Linked DNA regions of Mus musculus: region 2 is linked to region 1. The links are chromatin contacts, called in public Hi-C maps. All regions are on one chromosome and are shown on one strand. The core of a region is the stretch at or near the end of the contact, and the rest is flanking DNA. Distances in the headings are between cores, read along the strand shown.

The links. Hi-C and Micro-C count contacts between places; a contact is called where the count stands out from the background.
Region 2: a Hi-C map of the G1E-ER4 cell line shows a contact between it and region 1, with 4 times the contacts expected there. The contact joins two enhancer-like sites. A contact is called at or near these places in 3 of 15 datasets of contacts at CTCF or cohesin (CD8 T cells, large pre-B cells and pro-B cells), 41 of 484 Hi-C or Micro-C datasets (B cells, the C10 cell line, CD4 single positive thymocytes and 31 more), 5 of 115 datasets of contacts at active chromatin or transcription factors (CD8 T cells, the HPC-7 cell line, Th2 cells and 2 more) and 4 of 9 other capture datasets (adipose tissue, embryonic stem cells, liver and 1 more).

What each region holds. Positions count from the first base shown.
Region 1 is chr1:161,742,338-161,746,155 of GRCm38.p6, reverse strand. It overlaps the pseudogene Gm5049. Among named protein-coding and RNA genes, the nearest start is that of Gm31869, 23 kb to the left of the region's middle. Within about 2 kb of position 1,710, at least 27 of the 459 cell types and tissues checked have an H3K27ac peak or open chromatin away from gene starts, as enhancers often do. A contact at or near this core is called in the G1E-ER4 cell line, where this site is marked.
Region 2 is chr1:161,829,007-161,832,824 of GRCm38.p6, reverse strand. It overlaps Suco (SUN domain containing ossification factor), which reads left to right. Exons shown (of 24, transcript NM_001357402.1): 20 at 3,485-3,589. Among named protein-coding and RNA genes, the nearest start is that of Fasl, 42 kb to the right of the region's middle. Within about 2 kb of position 1,979, at least 1 of the 459 cell types and tissues checked has an H3K27ac peak or open chromatin away from gene starts, as enhancers often do. A contact at or near this core is called in the G1E-ER4 cell line, where this site is marked.

The DNA of each region.
Region 1 (3,818 bases), core at 461-2,960:
CCCTGAGCGCCCATGAGGCTTCAGCTGCAGCGCTGCTGTGACTATGGCCCCAGGGGCCTCGCTGCACCAGCAAGGCGGCCTGCTGCATTGTGAACCTGCAGAGGTTAGCCAGTCTGTAGTCCAACTCCTCAACAATGGTCAGCAGCAGCTGTGAATGGAAGACCAAGCGTCTAGCAGTTGCTCAGTCCCACAAGACAAGCAGGCAAAGAGTGAACCTTCTTTCTTCCAGTGTCCTTATGTAGGTCTCCAGCAGAAGGTGTGGCCCAGATTAAAGGTGTGTGCCACCACACCATAATCCCAGATGACCTTGAACTCGGAGTTCTCCCTGTCTTAATCTTCTGGAATTCATAGCCACTATGCCTCAAGATCTCCAGGCCAAGATCCAGGTCAGAAACTTGTATCTTCCAGCCTCCAGAGTAGGATCGCAGGTGAGCCTTCCAGATAGAGTTGACAACCAGAAATAGCCACTACACGGAGCAAGCTTGGGACAAGACTAGGTTGAGTGTGCAATTAGTGCAAAAGTAAGCTGGAGAGATGGCTCAGCGCTTAAGAGCGCTCAGTGCTCTTCCAGAGGTCACGTGTTCATTTCCCAGCAACCACATGGTGGCTCACAACCATCTGTAACAGGATCTGATGCCCTCTTCTGGTGTGTCTGAAGGCAGCTACAGAGTACTCATATAAAATAAAAATAAATAAATAAATAATAAATAAATAAATAAATAAAAAAGATTTCCTTTAAAAAAAAAAGGAAGAAAGAAATGTAAGCTAAACAGGCTGAGCCACAAACTTCTGCAAGGAGGACCTGGTGGAGGACACAGTGGAAGACATGATGGAGGGTGTGATGTAGCTGCTCCCCTTCCCTCTACCTCAGACTCCCCATCTGCAAAATAAATCCAGTTAAACGGTCTCCCTTTCCCTTGCTGTCTTGAACATTTTGTAATTCTGGGAGTTTTGAGGCAAAACAGCCCAGAGTTTTGCACGGTCACAACAAACACATTTGTCTTGTGAAGCTTGGGATAAGCAGACACTATTCAGTGTAGGGGAGAAGCAGTATAGGGGAGACAGAAGCAGGAAATCCGGGGTGGGGCAAGGGCGGGATGAGAATATTTGCACACAACCACTTGTGAGTCACCTAGCTTTAAGCATGTCACTGTCCTCATGTGTGAAATGGAGGCAGCAGCACCTACCATGAGCAACTGAGGAGAAAGTTCTGGTGGGACTTGGCAGAACTTGGACCCTGAAGTTGCACCAAGCCCTTGTTGATCTCTCCTCAAGGGACTCCCATACACTTTGATCAAACAAATCGATTACTCATGAACGAGGAGTGGGTCAGGGAGAAAGGAAGCCAAAGATAGCTCTGAGTGCTACTTTCTCTACTAAAGTCCTACTTTAGTAAACTAGTTTGACTCCTTAAGTCCCTGCAAAGAAGTTATTTTTGTGGTATAGGAGGCGGCTGCTGTTTCTCAAACATCTTCTCTTACAAGGAAAGAGATAGTGTATTAGGGAGAGAAGCAGAGAAGTAGAGAGGTGAGCCAAGCCAGGCATTGGTGGCGCACGCCTTTAATCCCAGCACTTGGGAGACAGAGGCAGGTAAATTTCTGAATTTGAGGCCAGCCTGGTCTACAGAGTGAGTTCCAGGACAGTCAGGACTATACAGAGAAACCCTGTCTTGGAAAAAAACGAGAGGTGAGTCAGGCCTTCCCTGTGGGCTGGCTCACCGAAAGCAAGCAGGAAGAAAGGCTGTCTGGGCTTTTGTTTTTAATCTTATCTTATGCATACAGGTGTTTTGTCTGCATTAATGTTTGTATTCCATGTGCATGCAGTGCTCACAGAGGCTAGAAGAGGGTGTCAGATCTCCTGAAATTGTTGTTACAGACAGTTGTGAGTGGCCATGTCATTGCTGGGAACCAAACCTGATTCCTTTAGAAGAGCAATCAGTGCTCTTAACCACCGGATATCTCTCTATTCTCACATTTGGGCTTTTAATTGACCAACACCTCCCTTAACAAGGTCCCACTCTCAGTTTTTGTCTCCTTGTGTCATTTAGTCTCCAGGTTGAAGATTCTCCCTTGCAATGTAGGACCTCTGAGCACTTCAGTGGCTTTCAATGTCCTGTTATCACTCACTCTGCCCTGTTGAAGAGCCACGCAAACACACACCTCCACGCCCAAACCCCACTTAACTTCAACCTACACATGAGGTAAATTCATTCCCTGTCTGTGATGGTTTGTATATGCTTGGCCCAGGGAGTGGCACTATTTGAAGGTGTGGCCTCATTGGAGTGTATTATTGTGGGCATGGGCTTAAGACCCTCATCCTAGCTCCCTGTAAGTCTGCTAGCAGCCTTCAGATGAAGATGTAGGACTCTCAGCTCCATGCCTTACATGGATGCTGCCACACTCACACCTTGATGATAGTAGACTGAACCTTTGATCTAAACCAGCCCCAATGAAATGTTGTCCTTACAAAAGTTGTCTTGGTCGTGGTGTCTGTTCACAGCAATAAAATGCTAAGACACTGTCCTTTGAGTCACTGTGCTGTCTGTCATTCTAGCTTGGGCTATTTGTCATTCCAGCTATCTCTACCCTAATCAGTAGGAATAAGGGGTATGAGAGAAGGTCTTTCAGGAGTATATACAAGGCCAATTGAGAAAAAAAAAAAAAAAAAAAAAAAACCAGCCAACATGCTGTCCAGTTACACTGACTCCCACACCACTGTTGCAAAAAAACAAAACAAAACAAAACAAAACAAAACAAAATAAACCAAAACAAACCAAAACAAACCAAAACAAACCAAGTAGCTTATGACCCTACTATATCCAGTGCCACTGTGTCTATGAGATTGAATAAGAAAGTTCCCAAGCTTAGGGGTGTGACTCAGTGTAGGTGGCCCATCTACCATTCTTGAGGTTGGGAGGAGAGGACACTAACCAAAACAAAACAAAAACTGGAAAAAAAAAAAAAAAGAACCAATCAACCAAAACACCTCTTGTGAGCCACCCTTAACTGTGTACAAAGCACAAAAGGGCAAGCAATATTATTTCTGCTTTGCAGAGCCTCAGGTTAAGTAACTTATTCAGCCAGCCAGGGGGCATGGAGTAGGACTTGTGCTTCATAAATCAGGTGCTAGAGTCCTGGCCTCCCACCGTTCTCTACGCCCCGCCCCCTAGCCCACTGATTCGATGGGACTCTAGGATCAATCTTGTGTAACTCTGAATTTGGAAATATGAACTGTTGATCGCAATGCACTGAGCTTTGAAAACTTTCTTAAAGGCGCGTGCAACAGGAGGTAGCAATTCCTTGAACTTTATTTTTATTTTGCTCTCCATACCCGCTGTGAGCCAGGAGTCAAAAGATCCTAAGTAGGAAGGTAAATCTTGACTGAGTAGCTCACGAATGCCCTTCCTGTTGGCAAGAGGAGTGTTCCAAACATACAACAAAGGCAGTCCACCCACACAGCTGGTCATGTATTCACAAGGCTTTTTCTTCAGTCCTTAAGTCAACAAGGTCTTATTGGAGACATATCAGGTGTAGTAGGCACTGCGCTGAGTTCTAAGACATCAGTAAGCAGAGCAGACTGTCCCGCATAGAACAGATTCGGTGGTACAGATGCCACCGGGGCTCATCATGTACCCAAACGTGAAGACAAACCGTAATGAGTGCTGGAGAGAAACGGATGGCATTCTGTGAGAGCAGAGAAGCTGAGTGAGAGCTAACCAGAGTAAGTGGCTTGTGAGCTTCAGAGAAGGATAAAGGACAGAGGCACCGGTGCTGTGGTCTTGGTGGGGGTAGGGGGAGCTTGTTGAAGCAGGAAATAAT
Region 2 (3,818 bases), core at 730-3,229, 86 kb before region 1:
TTGACAACATAACTAACTTCTCATTTCCCTGGTGTCACTTCTGTGGCCAGCCTGTATCTTCCTACTCCAACATAATTAATGCCTCTGTCAGCCTGATCATCCTTCTGTTTGGACACTTTTTTGTATAAAATTTGATGTTACTGGAATTTTTTAAAACATACTTTATTTATTACATTTCAACCTTTGCTCTCCTCTTCCAGTTCCCCCCTCCCACAGTTCCTCATCCAACTCCTCCTCCTTGCCTCCAAGAGGGTACCCTCTACCATGCCTCCTCTCCCTCTCCTCTCTCCCTTCTTCCCTCTTTCCCTCCCTCTCCCTCTCCTACTTTTCCCTCCTCCTTTCCCTCCCTCTCCCTCCCCCAATCCTCCCTCCTTCCCCCCCTCCTAGATTAGGTGCATCTTCTTCCACTGAAGCCAGACCAGGCAGTCCTCTGCTATGTATGTGCCTGGGACCTTGGACCATCCTGTATAAGCTGCCTGGTTGGTGGCTCAGTCTCTGGTAGCTCCCTGGGGTCTGGGTTAGTTGAGATTGCTGGTCTTCCTGTGAGACTGGCCTCTTCTTCAGCTTCTTAAATCCGTTCCCTTATTCAACCATAGTGGTCCCCAACTTCAGTTCAATGGTTGGATGTAAGTATGTGCATCTGTCTCAGTCAGCTGTTTGCTGGTAGAGTCTCTCAGAGGTCAGCCATGCTAGGCTCTAAGTCTCTTCTCCATTTTTGTCCCTGCAGTTCTTTTAGACAGAAACAGTTCTAGGTCAGAAATTTTGACTTAGTTAACCCATCCCTCCACTTTAGGCCCTGTCTATCTGCTGGAGGTGGACTCTTCGATTTCCATTGTTGGCCATTTTTGCTAAGGTCACCCCCATTGAGTTCTGAGAGTCTCTCACCTCCCGGTCTCTGGTACTTTCTAGATGGTTCCCCCATCTCCCACCCCCTAGGCTGCATATTTTCATTCATTCTCCTGTCCCTCTGAGCTTCCCTTCTGTCCTGCCCCCCATACCTATTCTGCTTTTCCCTTCCCTCTCCCCCTCTTCCATCCAGGTAGAATGGATCCCTCCCTTTGCCTCCTGTGATTATTTTCTTGCTCCTCCTAGTGGGGTTGAAACTTCCTCTCTTGGGCCTTTCTGCTTGTTACACTTCTTCTGGTCTGTGGGTTTTATCCTAGGTATTCTGTACTTTTTGGCTAATATCCACTTATCAGTGAGTATATACCATACATGTCCTCTGGGATCTGGGTTAATTCACTCAGGATGATATTTTCTAGTTCCATCTATTTGTCTGCAAAATGCATGATGTCCTTGTTCTGTATCCATGCTTCAGTTGAGGGACATCTGGGTTATTTCCAGCTTCTGGTTATTATGAATAAGGCTGCTGTGAGCATAGTGGAACATGTGTCCTTGTAGTGTGGTGGATCATCTTTTGGGTATATGCCCAAGAGTGGTATAGCTGGGTCTTCAAGTAGAACAATATTTTTTGAGCAACTGCCAGATTGATTTCCAGAGTGATTGTACCAGTTTGCAGTCCTACCAGCAATGGAGGAGTTTTAACCGTACTAGAGAAGAAATAGAAAATGTTCTTGCACTCTATTGTGGTGCCCTTTATTGAACTTCTTTTCATCTTTTCACCTTGCCGTCCTTCTTCATAGATTGACATAATAGTTTTCTGCAAATGGGTGAGAATATATGGTCCATGTCTTTCTGTGTGTGGTTCATTTCACTTGAAGTAATAGCCTTGATATTAATCCACATTGCTACAAAAGCAATAATATTTTATTCATTTTTTTATGGCAAAATAGTATCCATTGTGTAAATGTACCACTGTTTTTGGTTCTTGTCCATTCCTTCACTGAAAGGTATAGGAATTGATGACATAATTTATCTATTGTGAATAATTCCGCCATAAATATTGGACATTGTTTTATCTCCTTTGATTATTTACCCAGCAGTGAAATTGCTGGGTGATAAGCAAAGTTGGTTGTAACGTTTAGAGTAATTTAATACTGTTCTGCGTGATGGCTCATCTGCTTTACATGTTACTCTGGAGTTAAATAGTTACTGATTTTGTAAAATGTAAGTTGCAAAAGTAATGCTTATTCACACTTTTCTGCAATAGCTAATGATGGAGCTTGGATATGATCTCATGCTTTGGAAGTTAGCTATTGGTGTCATATCTAGAAAAATATTTAACATTGCATTGTGTGTAGACAACCTTTCTACAACTCAGTAAAACTGCAGGATGTTTTGTGGTTTTTCTCTGAAGTACTCTTGTTGATTATAGAAAAGAATGGCTTTATTTCTTTTTGATCCTCCCACCCTTTTCTGTTTATTTATTGCTTGTCCAGATGTAGGTAATGATAATGGTATGACTAGTAATAAAAGTTCACTCCTCTGTCTTAATAAAAAAAATTCCAGTATTACACTTTAAATATGATTTGTGTGCTCTTACAATCAAGAAATATTTTGAGATTTAATCTGATATCTTTTATTTTCTCTATGCTTTATATATAGTTTCTGTATCTTATGTCTCAAAGACCTATATAAGTACTTTTCATGTTCTTATAATCTTAACAAAAATAAATGTATTGATTAAAAGTATCAACCAGTTTAAGCTTGTCTTTAGTTGTTTATAACTATCACAGGCAAATCAGTATTGTGTCTTGGCTTTTAAAAGGAGTGATTTAATAAATCATTAACTTAGTATTTTTAAATGGTAAACTGTATTAGAAAGAGCCAAAGGTTTTCAGTAATGAACCCCACTGTTAGTTTTATATGCCCTTCTTTCCTCACAGACAGTTGAGGCTTGAAGCCTTTTTTGAGCTTAGATCTAGACTAATAAAGGGTTATGTAGTTTCTGTCAAGTCTTAAGTTAGAGTTTTCAAGTTCTTAGACTTCTTCCTGCTTTTTTTTTCTTCCTTCCTTCCTTAGATTTATTAACTCATTTGCCTAATACCCAATGAAAGTGACTTTGTTGGCCTTCTTTTCATTGGTAGTAGTGTAACGTCAATTAGATGACATAGGTATGACTTCCTGCATTCCATTGTATTTTGCTATGAAAGGAAAGATTATAATTTTTTTATATTAAAATACCTTATATCCAGAAACTAACTTCAAAAAAAATTTCAGCATGTCTTTCTACTGGCTGCTTTGCTTTAAAAACACTTGGTCAGAGTAGCGTGTATGTATCTGGTGATACACTAGTTCAATACCAAGTTGAAAAGCAGTTTATTAGTCTCTATTAACATGATACTCTACATCCTGCAGGAAATGGCAGAATAGTTCCTTTTGAGGGGAGGATTGAGCACAATCCCAGATTCTTATGTATTTTATTTTTTTAAAAACATTTAATCGAAGTTTGTGTTTCTCTTTTAAGATCGTTGCAAAAATACATTTTGAAAGAACTTAGTGGATTTTCCAAATTACATGTTTCACTTAAATTTATAATTTAATAAACAGATGAAATATAAAGAAAAACAATCTTTTGTTATAGGATCAGCGGCAAACTGAAGCCATCCACTTGCTCCAGGCACAACTGACCAACATGACACAGCTTGTTTCAAACCTATCAGCAACTGTAGCAGAATTAAAGCGGGAGGTAATTGCTTAGTTACCTTGTAAGACAGTCTTCCTAGGAAGATTGTAGGAAGGGCAAGCTTGTAACTGAGCATGATGGTTCAAAGCTTAAACCAAACAAAACTGATATTTAGGTAGAACTTGCTTTAAACACCAAAATGCATTCATTATTTTATTGTTTGGGAGCTGGGTTGAGAGTTTGGTAAGGCATGGCTGTCATGATTTGGTCTTCCTATAAGGCAGGTATTACG